Linked DNA regions of Bos taurus: region 2 is linked to region 1. A link is a contact called in public Hi-C data. All regions are on one chromosome and are shown on one strand. The core of a region is the stretch at or near the end of the contact, and the rest is flanking DNA. Distances in the headings are between cores, read along the strand shown. Region 1 overlaps EFHD2 (EF-hand domain family member D2). Region 2 overlaps FHAD1 (forkhead associated phosphopeptide binding domain 1).

What was found. Hi-C and Micro-C count contacts between places; a contact is called where the count stands out from the background.
Region 2: a Hi-C map of an unstated tissue shows a contact between it and region 1, with 2.7 times the contacts expected there. The contact joins two enhancer-like sites. A contact is called at or near these places in 2 of 11 Hi-C or Micro-C datasets (skeletal muscle and an unstated tissue).

The regions. Positions count from the first base shown.
Region 1 is chr16:52,066,430-52,069,149 of ARS-UCD2.0, forward strand. All of the region lies in intron 1 of EFHD2 (EF-hand domain family member D2), which reads right to left. Among named protein-coding and RNA genes, the nearest start is that of EFHD2, 7.5 kb to the right of the region's middle. Within about 2 kb of position 1,377, at least 66 of the 102 cell types and tissues checked have an H3K27ac peak or open chromatin away from gene starts, as enhancers often do.
Region 2 is chr16:52,135,008-52,137,707 of ARS-UCD2.0, forward strand. It overlaps FHAD1 (forkhead associated phosphopeptide binding domain 1), which reads right to left. Exons shown (of 32, transcript XM_024976838.2): 15 at 1,908-1,978; 16 at 192-344. Among named protein-coding and RNA genes, the nearest start is that of EFHD2, 61 kb to the left of the region's middle. Within about 2 kb of position 1,299, at least 23 of the 102 cell types and tissues checked have an H3K27ac peak or open chromatin away from gene starts, as enhancers often do.

The sequences.
Region 1 (2,720 bases), core at 127-2,626:
CCAGCACTGGACGAGGCTGCTGCATCTGGCACTGTGCCCACATTCCTACTCCCCTCCCCCTGAACAGTTCTCAACAGGGAGGGCTCAGCTGCTGCCGCCCCGGATGCTGGTGACAAAATCCCCTCCCATCTGTCCTTGAAAGTGGAGCAGCGGCCACCACCCGGGCAGACTTTGCCCCTTTGGGCTGCAGGGCCCCCTTGGCGATTGCTCCTCCTCTCCTGGTTCTGATAACCCGGAGTTCTGGGGCTGAGCAGCAGCCGGCCCTGACAGTGTGCAGGGCCTGCCCCTATTTCATAACAATATTATCATTAGTGGCTCCTCTTGGCTGAGCACGTGCTATGTGGCAGGCACTACCCCAAGTGCTTTGTGTCAGATCCTCTCAAGAACTTGGTGCTGCTGCTGCTAAGTCACTTCAGTCATATCTGACTCTGTGTGACCCCATAGACGGCAGCCCACCAGGCTCTGCCGTCCCTGGGATTCTCCACTGGAGTGGGTTGCCATTTCCTTCAAAGAACTTGGTGAAGCAGGCATAAACATCTCCATACTACAGACGAGTAGACTGAGGCTCAGGGAGGAAGTGACTTGGCCAAGATCATAGCTAACAAGGACATACCTAACTATCAGAACCCTGGCCTGAGGAAAAACATGTGCTTTTAACTACTATGCTGTGTTCTGATGCCTACAGACCCTGTAACAAAGAAACTCATGTTGGGAGGGATACTGGAGGCCACCTCATTGAGCACTCGTGAGGGTCAGATCCCCTAATGCAGCTTTCCTGCTTGAATACCTCTGAGGACGGGAAGCTCACTGCTTCACTAAAACAGCCCATTTTGGCTTTGTAACTCTCTATTAGAAAGTTGCTCTTTCTAATATGACCCTCCCCATTGGCCAGCTGTGCTGTACAGTCTGATGGCAGAGTGAGGAGCCATCAGAGTCACTGCACAGGGGGAGAGGGGCAATGGTTTGGGAGCATAGGGGACCCCAATTCTCTCCCTTCTGGTTCCCATCCCATCCCAGGCCTTTGCTGGTGGTCTCTCTGCCCATGGGGGTTGCCAGGAGGACAGACAGCTGGAGAGAGTGGTGTTTAGGGACCACTGAGCCCCCAGGCCCACCTGACTTTGGCCCCAGTATTCACAGACCTGGTCTTCCCCCATCCTGTCTGGGGAGGCCTCAGTGGCTCCAAGGCCTGTACTCTTTGTCCTGAAATGGGAAGGTAGGAAAGTTCTAGACACCAGGGAAATTCTGGCCTTGCTACTTGTCACAGTTGGATTGGCCCGGCACGCCTCCTGGTACAGGTAGACACCCACAGGCTCGGTGATGACAGTTCGGTAGTGCCCATCCGTTCCTACACTCCCCCACCTCCAGACTGCCTGACTCGGGCGGGGAAAGCCCAGTCACTCACCACTTCCTCCAGCCCTATCTTTAGAGTCTGACACTCGATCTGTTGCCCTGTGTCAGCGAAGAAGAGGGTGTGTGAGCGTGTATGGGTGAATGTGTGGCCAGGGTGGGGCTGATGCTTCCCCTATGGCTTCCCAGGGAGTCCACGGATCAAGTGGGTGCCCCGTCTTGGCTGATGGCAACCTGCTGGGGGCTGTCAGGGCTCAGGACACCCTAAACTCGGGTTTAAGCATCTCTCACTGAGCCCCACCCTGGGAGGGCAGCTCCCTCCACTGGTAGCAATAGCAGTGGGTCTCCCCACAGCCTGCTCCTAATAATAATTATTATTATAACAGTGATTGCAAAGGACATATACCGAATGTCTAATATAATCCAGTGTTTATTACTTAACTTAATCTTCCCTCTTGTTATTGTCTCACTCCCTAGACTCAGGAACGGGGCAGGGAGACGGCTATGGGGTGGCCCAGTGCTTCTTAAACCTTAAAGTGCATACCTGGTGAGTCTTACTAAAATGCAGACTCTGATCCAGTAGGCCTGGGGTGGAGCCTGAGCATCTGGATTTCTAACAAGCTGATGAGGAGATGCTCCCAATAGGGTCCCATGGGAGCAAAAGACTTGGAGTCAGAAGGATCAAATTTAAATCCTGTCTGCTCCTCAGTCATAGAAACCTGAGACTCAGTCTTCTTATCTGTGAAATGGGTGATGACCATCTTACAGGATGTTGAGAAAGAATTAAACAAGAGGTAAAGTTCCTGGAATGGAGCAGCCCCAGAGGTCCTCTCTCTCCACACAGCTCAGGAGTCCCCAGGCCTGGCTCTGTCTGGCTGCACCTTTCTGGCCTAGAATCCTTCTCTAGAGTCCTAAAAAAGCGGAAATCAGCCAAGGAGAAGACTGCTGGGCAGACAGAGGGACCTCAGCTGCTGGAGGGCGTGGGGTTGGCTTTGCAAGGTCTGGTCTCCTAGAGCTGAAGCTAGGCCCTGAACCCAGAGGCACAGACAGAAGGCAGGAAGGCGCAAACCAAAAGGGAACCGAAAGTCCCCGGGGGTTGGGAGAGGAGAGGTGACTCAGAATCACAAGGGAAGTAGAAGAGCAGAGGACAGGCCCGAGGCCAGAAAATCCTCCCTCCCCAGAAAGCCAGGCTCCCGGCTGCTGTAGGTGCAGGACCCAACCTCTGAACCCCCAGAGGGTTGCACCACCACCCCCCCCCCCGCCCTGCCCCGTCCCCCAGCCACAAACACCGCCCTCATTTGGCCTTGGGAGCTCCCTGTAGGCAGACCTGGTTCTAATCCTGCCCTGGCCACTTATTATAAGCTTGGGCCTTG
Region 2 (2,700 bases), core at 49-2,548, 68 kb after region 1:
CATTGAGAGTGTGGGATCTTAGCCACTGAACTACCGGAGAAGTCTCCATTCACCCTCTTAAATTAATTTAATTCCATGGCATCCATCAAGATTGCTGCTGAAGTTTCTGCTCTAAATGTGCGCCCTCAGTTTTTTATGGGGAAGGTCATCTCATCCTTCCAGCATGAAAGGGAAGGAAGGGGCCTCCTTACCGCCTTCTCTTCCATCAGGCACTGGACTCGGGCTTTCAGCTTCTCCTCCTGCTGGAGCCTTTCCTCGCTCAGCTTCTCCTTCTCTGCCAGGTGCTCCCGCAACTTCTCTTGCATCAGAGACTGCTGAGTTTCCTGAGAACTGCTGATCTTGATCTGAAGGGAGAGGAAGGGAGATTGTGGCTGATTAGTCCTGTTCGGGACTAATGCAGGAGTCATTTCTACTACTTTTGCGGGAGGGACAAAAGTTCCCAAAACTTTCTGAAAAATGCAGAAAAACTATGCTTAACCTAGTAACCAGTAGGGAAGCAGCAGAGCATCATAGATAAGAGTTCAGACTCTAGATCTAGACAGACTCTCAGCCATAGTTCTTTCTATATGCCTTTTCATTTAAAAGATGAGGTTAATATGAATATATACTTCTTAGTGTTATCAGGACTGAACGAGATAATGTTGGAAAGCTTTTATCACAGTGCTTAGCACGTAGTAGGTGCTTAGTAAATGGTAGTTAGGCTCATTCGTTATTATTTGCTGAGTGTAAGAGGAAAAGCAGTGAGCTAGGGCCAGAAGGCCTGAACTTTTGTCTTGATTCTTCCACCAACTAGCTGTGTGACATTGAGATAGTCACCTAAGCCTCTGAACGTCATTGTCCCTATCTGTAAAATAAGGAGAATGGACTAGATCAGGGCTTGGCAAACTATTGTCTGCAGGCCACATCTGGACCACTGTCTATTTTTATAAATAAAGTTTTATTGGAACACAGCATGCTTGCCACACCCATTCATTTATGCAATTGTCTATGGTTGTCTTTGCTCTAGAGTAGCAGAGTCAGATAGGTGTGACAGAGATGATATGTCCTGAAATATTTACCGGCCCTTTACAGAAAACTTTTCTTACCCCTGGAATTGATGGTCTTTGTGGCTGACTGCTGCGGTGCTCCCCCAATTTCACCCTTCCTCTATTCATACCTTGGGTTATGTAACTTGTAGTGCCTGCCGATATCCTGCCCCCGAAGCTGAACTCAGTCATGTGACTTGCTCTGGCCAGTGGGATGTTGGCAGACATAACATAAGGGCCTGGTTCCTCTTCCTGATCTCTGCTTCCTCTGCTAGTGCCGTGAGAACATGCTCAGGCCAGCCTGCTGGAGGATCAGAGCCATGTGCAACAGAGCACAGCTGCTCCAGCTGAGGCCAGCCTAGATCAGTCAAGAGCCAGCCAACACCCAGGACTGTGAGTAAGTCCATCCAAGGCCAAAGGATTCACCCCCCAGCTGGGCCCGGACATGTGAGCAGCGGACAGTAATTGTGGAATACTGCTATTGTTTATTATGCAGTATTAATATGGCAATAGTTGTCAGAGCAATACAATCCCTAAGGGTTATTTTGCCTCTAAAATGTTGACATTGTGTAACTTTTGGTATGTCTGCTCTCTGTACTGTGGCTAGCTGTACTTCTTCCACTGCATTTAATAAACACAAATTTTAAGATCTAATGTCATTTAAAATTGTCTGGGTTTGGACAGAGGAAAACAAGTCTCCTTGCCCTCCTGGGAGATCTCAGCTACCCCATCTGAATCATTTGGAGTGAAACTGGAGATATCATATCACCTTTTGGAGAATGTGCACTGACTACCTCATAGAGGAACAACGGAGTTAAGATGCCCAGTGCCATGAAAATTTTAAGGAGGAGCTGAAATGAACTTTTGGAGCTCAAAGATTACCTGAAGTTCCTGGGTCCGGCTTGTAATTTTTTTATAATGTTCCAGAAGGTATTTCAGATACAAAGACAATCCTTAAGAAGAGAAGCAAGAAGAAGGTAAGTATCAAGTCAATTCACTTTCTTTGTTTTCTGAATAATGTCTTCACAGGGCTTGCTGACAGGAGGATGAGGGCAACGCTACCCTCCCATCAAGATAACACAAGTTGCCATCCATCTTGTGTTTTTTTAAATGGCTGATCAGCTTCAGTTGGGCTCAAATCCAACTTTCTTTTTGGAGGTAGACAATAAAAACCATCCACAGAACCCTTGTTGACTAAGTGTCCACTGTGCACAAAACTGTGAGCTGAGCTTGGGGGATGGCATGAAGCCATTCCTCAAGGGACTCAGGTTCAGTCTGAGAACAGGTCTAAGTGTCTGACAGGAAACAGGCAGTGACCCCAGGTGGTGTGGAAGTGACCGCTGAAGGAGTGGGGAAGTGTGAGGGTCCCAGAAGAAGAGCTATTGTTTACCCCGAGTGATCACCGCTCAGCTGAGGATCCACTGGGCGTGGGCACTGGCATATGTTCAGAGTTGGAGGGGAGGACATTTCAGGATGGACGATGTGGATGAATGGTGCCCGCAAGAATAAAAGGATATTAGCATGTGGTTTCTTAACGACATCACAGTGAGTTGATGGTGACATTCAGAGGGACTTGATTACAGGCTGATGGGTAGACCAATCTGGTCTGGTACAGAAACAGAGAGGCTTTTCATTCTGGGTGTCAAAGCTTTATTATGTTCTGGGTATGAAGAAC